2 separate regions of the Mus musculus genome follow, and region 1 is linked to region 2. Evidence: chromatin contacts called from public Hi-C data. All regions are on one chromosome and are shown on one strand. Each heading gives the region's core, a stretch centred on a gene start, on an enhancer-like site or on the middle of the called end of the contact. The rest is flanking DNA. Distances are from core to core; before and after follow the strand shown.

What was found. Hi-C and Micro-C count contacts between places; a contact is called where the count stands out from the background.
Region 1: a Hi-C map of epidermal suprabasal cells shows a contact between it and region 2, with 6 times the contacts expected there. The contact joins the promoter of Epha4 here to the enhancer-like site in region 2. A contact is called at or near these places in 4 of 39 promoter capture datasets (cranial neural crest, hippocampal neurons and liver), 5 of 484 Hi-C or Micro-C datasets (cerebral cortex, epidermal suprabasal cells, uterus and 1 more), 20 of 115 datasets of contacts at active chromatin or transcription factors (astrocytes, bone marrow-derived macrophages, craniofacial prominence and 12 more) and 2 of 9 other capture datasets (embryonic stem cells and liver).

What each region holds. Positions count from the first base shown.
Region 1 is chr1:77,511,068-77,516,368 of GRCm38.p6, forward strand. Epha4 (Eph receptor A4) reads right to left here and starts at 4,021. Exons shown (of 18, transcript NM_007936.3): 1 at 3,874-4,021; 2 at 616-683. The coding sequence starts at 3,964.
Region 2 is chr1:76,877,794-76,882,687 of GRCm38.p6, forward strand. No RefSeq gene overlaps it. Among named protein-coding and RNA genes, the nearest start is that of Mir6343, 370 kb to the left of the region's middle. Within about 2 kb of position 2,903, at least 12 of the 459 cell types and tissues checked have an H3K27ac peak or open chromatin away from gene starts, as enhancers often do. A contact at or near this core is called in epidermal suprabasal cells, where this site is marked.

The DNA of each region.
Region 1 (5,301 bases), core at 2,771-5,270, 630 kb after region 2:
ATATGAAGGAGGATGCAACCCCAGTGTACTGAGACCCAGGCTCCAAATGCTTAAACTTTCAAATTGAATGCCCAGATCCTGGAGGACTCTAGATTTACAAGCCCCTGGCAGAAACCTCCTTAGCCAGCAGCTGATTTCAGATTAGGACCACAAGTTAAGGAGGCCAGCCTCCCCTCTGCTTTGGTGTGTATAATTGGAGATGTTTTCTTTCTGCTATCTTTTTTATTCTCCTTCTTCAGCTGGAAGCAGAACAATTGCTCTAAAATTAACCCCGCCAGGACTCCATGACCACCAGAGTAATAGGCATAAATTCTAATTTGGTCTCCAGATCGTATTTCTTGTCGGTATTTTAGTTTTAAATAGGCATCTAAGTCTATACTTCCACCAATCTCCTAATTTTGAAGCCCCTTTCTGCCCTTTTGGTTTCTAGCTCTTCCATGACAGAACTCTCCAAAGGGAGTATTAGATTTCTCCAACAAAGCGTAATTCACTTCATAGGCCACATCGGAAATCTGACCCCCTCACCACATCACCAAGAATCAAGCCATTAGACTCTCAGAAAGTGGCTAATCACTTTTTCCCCCCTCTTGCCTCAGAGAAGGCCTCAGAACTTACCCCTCCTTCCAGAGGGCTTGCTATCCACCCAAGCTCTCCCTGAACAGATCTGGAATCCAATAAAGTAACTGCAGAAAAAAAATATAAAAAAAAACAAAGGAAAATAGATTAATTTCCAATCGCAAAAAGCCAATAATACAAAAACCATTTGCCTGAGCGTTTCCATATGTGTTGAGGGTGCGAATAGCCAATCTGATCAAAACCGAAACTCGGGCCCACTTATGTAAATAACCACTCCTCACATGATCCTCTCCCCTCTTTAAGTCTGCAGGTTCTTATTTATTTAACTTGCTTAGCATTTAAAATTCCACCCGAGGACCCAATTGATTCAGTTTTTTCCCCCTAAAAAGGATGAATAGGGAGGTATCTCAAGCACAATTCAAACAAAACAAATCTATCAATGTAGGACAGCAACACCAGAGAGCAAAGTCTGCATTCATCTATGTCTGCTATCTACTAGATGTATTTGTTTTTGCAAGCCTCAGATGACCACATAACTCACCAGTGGTGGTGACAGACCCACAAGTGAATGCTATCGAAGGACCCGAAGGGTCAGAGAAAAGGCTCTCCCCCCTCCCCTTATGCCCCCCCTCCCCAAATAAATACAGACCCACTGTATGCACCCTCTGCTTTTTAAATATCTTGAGTTCCAGCAAGGAGGCCTGCCAGAAGGGTAAGGTTAAAATGCAAAAACGCACTGAAGCAGTCTCTTTTTTCGTAGGTCCTTTGGAGGACAAGCGAGATGAGACCTCCACCTCCAGGAAATGGCTGGTTTGAATTTTAGGTATGGAGTGCTGCCTAATGGATTTAGTATGCTTGCGCTACACCTAACATTCGGCCTCCAAGCTAGGGGGGAAGGGAGAAGACGCCTCTAGAGCTGCGGTACCCTTCTCAGGTGCCTACGACATTGAAAGAGGGGCAATGAATTCGAAACCTATCCACACTGCCTTTCCCAGCACGATCTTCAGGCTTGGGGGTCGAAAGGCCCATCTAAAAGACACCCTGTGGGTTATTAATTTGATCAGGGAGGCTGGCTCTTCAGGCTGGGGGAGGGGTGGGAATGGGAGGCCCCTGTCCTGGCGGCCCGAGTACCCCAACTCTCTGTCTCACCCCCAGGACCTGGAATTCTGCCCACCTCCTCTCATTCTATCCCTCAAATCCAGGAAGCTAAAAACCAACCCCTTTGCCCTAGCTCTCCGAAAGATCCTTATTCCTGGGGTCTATTAATTATTCTAAAATGTAGAGCCTTGCCCGGGTCGTTCCCGCCTGGAGCTGTGCTCCCTTCTCCTCCCGGACCCCAGAGAAAAGCCCGCTACATCCACTTGGATTTATGTAAGGTGGATTAGGGACACAAAGGGAACAATAAGACCCAATTTACAAAAAAAGGGAGGGAGTAGAAAGGGAGGGTAAAAGGGAGAAAAGGAAACGTGACAGGAATAAAAAGCAACAAAATGAATTAATTTTTAAGGGAAGGAGGGGCAAGGGGGTGCAGCGCCCCCCCCGCGCCCCCCCCCCGCTTTCAACATTAGCCTACGGTTCCATCGAGCGCCTTTTTTTTTTTTTTTTTTTTTGGTCTAGGGCGCCCAGTCTTGCTTCCCAAAGAAAAAAAGAGGGGAAATTAAAGGTAAAGAAAAAAAAAAAAAAAGAATCCTAACTCTAACTACCTCTAGGTCTGGGGCGAGAGAGGTCTCTGGGGACACTTAACAAGTGTGTAAAGTAAGTAGCCATAGCCAGGAGAATGCGAGGTACGCGGTTCCGCTCAGAGGAAAAGCCCCGGGAACTGCCGAGGTGCTAAATCGAAGCCACAACCCCTGGAATGTGACGGAGTAGGGGAGAGACCACTCTTCTACCCCCACTGTCCCCTCCTCCGCCCCGGCACTGCCTGTGGGCAGGTGTACGACAAGGTCCAAACCTCTGCCTGGAGAGCTCCGGGTACCCTCTGTCTAGCCAAGCCTAAGTTGGTTTTTGGCTCCCTCCTTCGGAACAGAAAAAATGATAGTGGATTGCACAGGAATAGCTAGATGGACTGATGCCTGGGGAGACGGAGGCTGGCTGGCTGGATGGATAGATAGATGGATGTACGGAGTGGGAAGAATCGATGAGACAGATGCACAGCTAATGCGCGCAGGTTGGAACACGAACACAGGCCGGAGCCCACGTTCACACACTGTGCGCACTCGCTTACCCGGCACAAAACGTCCAGGTTCCTGCAGACACCCGCGCCAGGCACACATTTGCCCTCAAACACACACACACACACACACACACACACACACACACACACACACACACACACACGAGAGGAGGGGGAGAGAGACAGACAGAGATAGAGAGACAGGGACACATAAGGACAGAAATAGACACAGAGAGTGTTCCTTTCCCCCTAGGCCCATCACAAACTAAATGGTCACCACCTCTCCCCTCACCTCGGACAGAAAAACAGACAAACAATCCTTCCAGAACGTCGCAATAGACAAACAGAAAACGGCACACGAATGGGTCCCGTCGGTCATGCCTGTCCTTCTAGACTAGTCCAGTACCCCATACTGGAGAGAGAAGCTTACAGTGGGGTATGTTTAATTCGCTGACTGGTCCCCTAGTTTTGCTGGATGAGCTAAGGATCTGGGGTAGGGGAGAGGTAGGCCTGAGATTGCAACCTCCAGGGTGCGCGGCCCGATGGAGAAAAAGGTGTCTGAGGCCCGGTGCTAGAAATCAGGTCACCGGCGCCCGACAAGCGGCGCCACCACCGCTGCGCGCTCCGGAGACCAAGCAGCCGGGTCCCGGGAAGCGCTGCGCTGGGAAAACTTTGCAAAAACCCGGGCTCGCAAGGCTTGGACAAGAGGCCGGGCGCTCTGCGCTCTACGTTTGGGTTTCCCTTCTCGCCTGTGCTGCTGATGTAGAGGACTTTGCTCACACGTTTTTTTGTTTTGTTTTCAAATCCCGGTGTATCCCCTCGGGGCGCCTTGAGCCGGCCCTGCAGGCGGATGCTGATAAACTTTGGCCTTTCGCTACAAACTTGGGCAGAGTGGCAGCTTGCATCGGTCACCCTTCTCAGTTCAGACAGCCTGATCCTCCTCAGTCCCCACTTAAGAGGATCCCCTCTGTTCGGCACTCTTCTCCGGAGTGGGAACGCGAGGCTCATGCCGCGCTCTCCACCCCCCGCCCCCCACCCTAACTGGTTCTGAGCTCCAGAAGACCATTCATCAGTGAATCACCCCCTCCGGGTCCCGGACCGCATAAGGGCTGCCGGGCTCTTACCTTCATTCGCGGGGTATACCCTAGAACCGGTGACAGCGTCGCAAATTCCAAAGAGAAACGAAAAGAGGATGAAATAGAAAATCCCAGCCATGGTTCGCCGGTGCCAACGCTGCTCCTGCCGCTTCTATCCCAGTGGAATAAATGCTTAAGTTAGGAGTGCAGCAGTCTGAAGACATTGCCAAGAGGGTGGGACCGGCCCGTGACGTACACCCGCCAGTCCAGAGCTCGTGACCAATAGCAGTGCAGAACCAGCGCCACGTCCCCACCCCCACGGTGCAGAGCCCACCCCCGAGGTCCCGCCCCCTCCAGCCTCCGCAGGGCTCAAGGTCTCCCGAGGCTGGCTTCCCAGCAGTGATGGGTCTGTGCCCCCACGAGAGGCCCCAGACCTTGTCTCGATCCTTGGGGATCGATCCCTTGGACGGCAGAGGGAACTTCGAGAGACTCCGAAAGGACGGTGGGGAAGGCCAGAAAACGTTGGCATTCCCCGCCCGGCCCCAAGTCCGGAGGTGTGCGAGGGAGAAAAGACTCCTGTTGAGATGAAATAAGTCTGAAGTTGACCTGCACCTTGGCTCTTGCCCCTTGCCGAGGTCGTCGGGTCTCTGTACTGTCCACCCCAGCTAAGGTCGGGCGCTCTCTGCTGCACGCAGCCACCCTCACTGCCAGGTTTTGTGTCTTTATGGCGTTCCTCCGTGGGAAATGCTTTGGGCTGGGGGACTTTCGTAGCTTGATAATTCCTTTCCTTCTTAGTTACCTAGCCAGGGGGACCCAGTCATCTCCCCAGCAGCAGAGCGCGGTCACTTGTCCCCAATCTTCCTAACGTTTGGAAGTGATCCCTGGCCAGGTCCGGGTGTTCACATCGACCGAGCCCACTACGGGACTATGAAGGGAGAAATCACCTCGCGACAGCCCTAGCTACCGGGAACTCACTGTGCTTTCCAGGGAGTGTCCCTGGAACCACTTCTAGCCATTCCTGGACACTTAGGTGTAGAAGGGGAAGGTTGTAAGAATGCGAGCACCTGCTGCACAGAAGGGACAGACAGAGGGTCGCAAGCTGCCTGGAGCAGCTACTGTGGCTCTGAACTCCGAAGTCTCCCCGGTACTGATGGGGACAGTCTCCCAGGGGACCAAAATGAGAGGCTCTACCCGCAGAAACTTGTCCCACAACCCCGCGTTGTTCTGGGTGCCAACCATCGACTTCCCAGGGACGCAGACACCATCCGGTCCTCCGATGCTCAGGCCACCGGGGAAGCCAATTTGAGCGCCAACCGCAGCTCAGCTAGCTACCAAGGGACCCGCCCCAGTTGAAACTGGGTGGCTGGTCCCCAGGCGTTTGAAGGGGTGGGATTCCAAAAGATCCACCTTCCGTGCTCGCCTCAAGCTGCCCCTCCTTTGGCTCCCTCCCGGGCCAGATTTTCCTCCTCCAAGTCT
Region 2 (4,894 bases), core at 1,653-4,152:
GTATATGTGTGCACCATGTGTGTGCCTGCTGCCCACAGAGGCCAAAATAATGTATTGGAATTTAGGTTTAGATTGTTGTGAGCTACTACATGGGTGGTAGGAATAAAATCCAGGGCTTCTGAAAGAAAATGTGCCTCTAATTCAGTTCTCCTGCCCAAACCCAATCTTTTAACCTCTCCTTTTCCACTGGAATAACAGGAGTGAGCTACCATTCTTGACCTGTACAGTACTGGGACCTCATGAATGAAAAAGAACTACTTTGCCAACTGAGGTACATCCCCAGCCCCTGTGACTATGATTTGAAATGCAGATTTAAGGAAGAAATCCATACCTGATATTATAACCCTCACCAAAGTTCTATGACAAAAAAGGACGTAGAACTTGGATGTCTATGGGGATGACTTCACCTATTGTTTAGTTAAATTAAAATAGCATCAAACCTCCTAAGTACATATAGCTATACACATAATTACTATTCTCAGCCTTAATCAGGGAAACTCCCTTCTCCAGTGAGGATGAAGGCAGAGACACAGCTCCACACGGTATGAGCATAAGTCCCAGTTGAGCATCTCTATGGCTTCTTGTATATGGAATATTGTAGAAGAGGGGCCCAGAAGACTGTATAAAACAGAAGATACAACTTTGATTGATTGAACTTTCATCAACTATGGAGGACTACACAGGGACTGTGTTCCAATTAATTGGAATATTAATAGCTCAATAGGGATGAAAAGACACTCACAGACCCCATTCCTCACTATGGAACTGTTTTCTATGGACAGCTTCAGGAAAAGAGAAAGTCACTGTCTTCTATTGTGTTCTTCTGGTGACCCCACCACATTCCAGTGGGTAGATCCAATCCGATGTAGATTTAACCGCATGGGTCATACAACAAAACTCAAAGTTACTAATCATGAAAAGGAGGGGTATAGGGTTGAAAGGTGTAGTAGGGAGATAAGAAAGGCTGGGACAGGGAGAATAAATAAATAATAAATTCATCATAAACATGTATTAAATTGTCAATAAATTAACAATGAAAAACTTCTAAGTAGTTCTTATCATTAATATCTTAGTGATTGCATGGTGTTCACATACATACGCATAAGTATGTGCCATTATCTTCTAAGCCAAATCATTTTATATGTATATGAATAACGATAAGGAGCTACCACAAGAAAAAAAAACTATTTAAATTTTTCTCAGTATTTAATTATAAGCATCTCCCATTCAATCAAGAACTCAGTAAGTATATTTTAATGGTTGCATGGTCTTCTGCTGAATGGCATTCATATATATAATTGAATTGAACATTTTTCTCTTCAGGGATACTGACAGTGTTTCCATAGATTTGAGTAGCATGTATTTGAGAGAACGATGGGAGGAAACATATTTGTTTACGTTTTCAACTGGTTTGTTTTCCCATGGCCCGATCGCTCATGCAGACTCTGTGAATCGGGAAGCGTTTTTATGGCTCTCAATGCACAGGACTCCTGCCATTTCCAAGTGTGATGGTTTGTTTTCACCTGGCTCCAGATTGTTCTCGCTCCCTGTAGTCAATATTTATTTATGAGAATTGTTAACTAAAGGTAATGAGAGAAATTGAGGAGAACGTAAAGGGTGAAGCAGTTTGCTTGAAACTTCTCCTTGAAAAAGTCTTTTTGTCCTTGATCAAATTGTACCTGGATTTTAATTTTGCTCTTCTGACTATGGGGAACATGCCAGACCCCTTCAGTTTTGCTTTAGAGATCATCTTTAACTTTGCCTTTGATTCTTATGTCTGCTTTCTCTTATACTTCTACTTTTTTTTTCCTCCCCGTCTCTTCCACTTTTTTTTTTTTTTTCCTCGAGACAGGGTTTCTCTGTTTAGCCCTGGCTGTCCTGGAACTCACTCTGTAGACCAGGCTGGCCTCGAACTCAGAAATCCACCTGCCTCTGCCTCCCAAGTGCTGGGATTAAAGGTGTGTGCCATCATGCCCGGCTTCTTCCACTTCTTCTTCTTTTTTTTTTTTTTTTTTTTTTTTTTTTTTTTTACAGCATTCTTCAAGTGTTCTGGTGCTGCATTTTTTTTTAATATTTTTTATTACATATTTTCCTCAATTACATTTCCAATGCTATCCCAAAAGTCCCCCATACCCTCCCCCCCACTTCCCTACCCACTCATTCCCATTTTTTTGGCCCTGTACTGGGGCATATACAGTTTGCGTGTCCAATGGGCCTCTCTTTCCAGTGATGGCCGACTAGGCCATCTTTTGATACATATGCAGCTTTCCACTCTCTCTTTTGTTGTAGTGGTACAAATATCTCCGGGCCTGGAAAAGGGGACACCTTCTTTTCTTTCCTTACTCATTGCCTGTCTTTCTCCTGAAACAATGAAGCACAGGTCCTAGCTCCCTTTTCCGAAGAGTTTGGGACTCTCAAATCTGCTCTGCCCTCCAGGTTCTGTTTCTGAGGTTTAAATCTTTGAAATTCCTTTGCTCAGAGTCACTTCCATGTGATACTTGCTGCATAAGCCTCAAGCAAAGCTGGGGTCAGAGAATGACAGGTCCAGAGGATCTCCTAGTGCCCATCATCCGCAATGTCACAGTGGGACTCCTTCAAAACATGCTAGAGATGTCGTTCTCATTGTGCCTGAGCTCATATAACTCCCTATGTTTTTCTCTATTCCTAAAATAGGACCCAAGTCTCCTGGCTGAAATCCCATGCAGATGCCAAGCTCAGCAATGGATCTGAAGAGTCACATTTGAAAGATGTCCTCGAAGCAGGAAAATCTGACACAGAAAACCAGGAGTAAGTAAACCCATCTGCCCTGTGACATCTGGGTTTTGTTTGTCTGTATGAATTCGGCAAATGGGCCAGAGCATTACAGAATAGCAAGAACTTGAGAAACAGGTTATTCTACTAGAGCAGTTTTGCGTGGAGCCACATCTCCTAGCAAGTTAGGAACTGACAAGGACTGGTGTCTCACTGGAGAATGTCTTTGGGTTTCTGTGTAAGTGAGGAACTTACTAAAGCAAGGGAATTTGAAGCATGTGGCTTCTTACAAATGTTTCAGACTCGGATTGGAAACTGTGATCTGTCCTTCAGGTCAAAAGCAAGACCATGCTTTCCCTGATCAGCTTCCTGCCTGTGAGCGATCAATCATTTATTTCCCCCGGGGCATTGTAGTTCATAGGTCTGTGGCCTGTTTTCCATTGGCTTCTATTATCATTTGCTAATTAGATTACAACCTAGTATTTACCTTTGAGTGCCTCTTAGAGCCCCTCTCCCCCCCCCCCCCCCCGCCATGTTTTTCTGTTAGCTTTAGAAATGTGGCTGATCTTGATGTCTCTTGGCCTGTTGTGTTCAACCAAGCAGAGGGGGAACTTCATATGCCACTTGGCTTGGGAAGGCCAGAAGAGGTTAATAAAAAAGGAAAGAAAGAAAGAAAAAAAAAGAAAGAAAGAAAATTCAACTACTCTGATTAATGTTCAGCTGTAACTTACCTTTGAGAATACAAACTTCGGAAAGTTTAGAGATGTTGGCATCCCTGGATTGCCTCAGGCTTTAAAACTCTCACCTTGACTTCATATCTTGCTTATGCTTAATAAAAAATTATTTTCTAACAGAAAATAACATCATGACCCTCGGAGGTGGGTACTCTGTGTGTCAGCCCCGCTAGGCTGCAGAGCCCAGTTATTTGGCCAAACGCCAATCTAAATCTCATGATGAAAACAGTTACTTCTGTGTATGATTAGCATTTAGATTACTGGAACCTAAGTAGCACAGATTATTGTATCTAATGTAGGGGAGCATTTTGAGTCAGATGAAGTCCTCAAATCACTCATGATCCCTCAGGGAACAGAAGTCGTGTCTCCAAACTGCAGCCCAGAAATTCTGTCGTAGGGTCAGCAAGATCCTCAGCAAGAAAGGAGCCTGCTGCCAACCCTGATGACTTGAGTTCAAACCTCAGAACCTATAAATAATAAATAAGTGTAATTTTTTTTAAAAAAAAGAAAGAAAGTGGTATCGTTGATGCAACACGACCTTCTGGGGTCTGATTCTCTGTCGCCAACCTAGGTGCTTAAGCGCTTCAAGGAAAGTAGGTGGTGCTGAGTCTTAAGCTGAGCTCTTATTCTAAGCAAATGCATCGATTTAACCATCAGTATTTTGGATTGTTCCATGCCTGGTTTGAGTACACATTTACTTGGCTTATGTGTCACTGACCCCCAAATTGAAGAATAAATATTAACTCTGTCTCAAATAAAGTTCTACTTTGTTGGCTTCAATACAGGTAGCAACATCTTACCCCAAGTTTGAGGGCACAGAATTTATACTAGAAATGCACCTAAATACTATAAGTTAAAAAACCCTGCCATACATACACTCATACGTACATACATACATATGTACACATACACATGTACACATACAAACTCACACAAATACACACACACCTGCACACTCACACATACACACACATTGGTGAGGGCGCAACATAATTTGGGCTTCAAATTATCTACCCAGGTGGCTCCTCTGTTATTTTGAAGATCCACAAGGTAGCTGATCAAGTGAACATTCTCTCTCTGCATCAGACAACCAGTGCTTGGCCAGTGTCTCAACTTGGTTTGGGGACTTGACTTGGGGCCTCTTCTTTGGCTTGCTAGCATACAGATCTGCCAAGCTGGACTAGGGCTCTCATTGCTTCTAGCTACTGTCTAGCCATCTGTTTTCAGAGGTTCTGTTTCTATCCTATCCCAAGAAAGGAAAGAGCAAAAACAGCCTAGATGAGTGCTTTGGTTTCCATCCATTCCTTATGTGGTCATCATCTAGTCCAGCATTTCTTTTTTAGATTTACATATGCATGTAGGTATGTGTGTAGCTATGCATGAGTATGCATGTAAATGTGTATATCTGT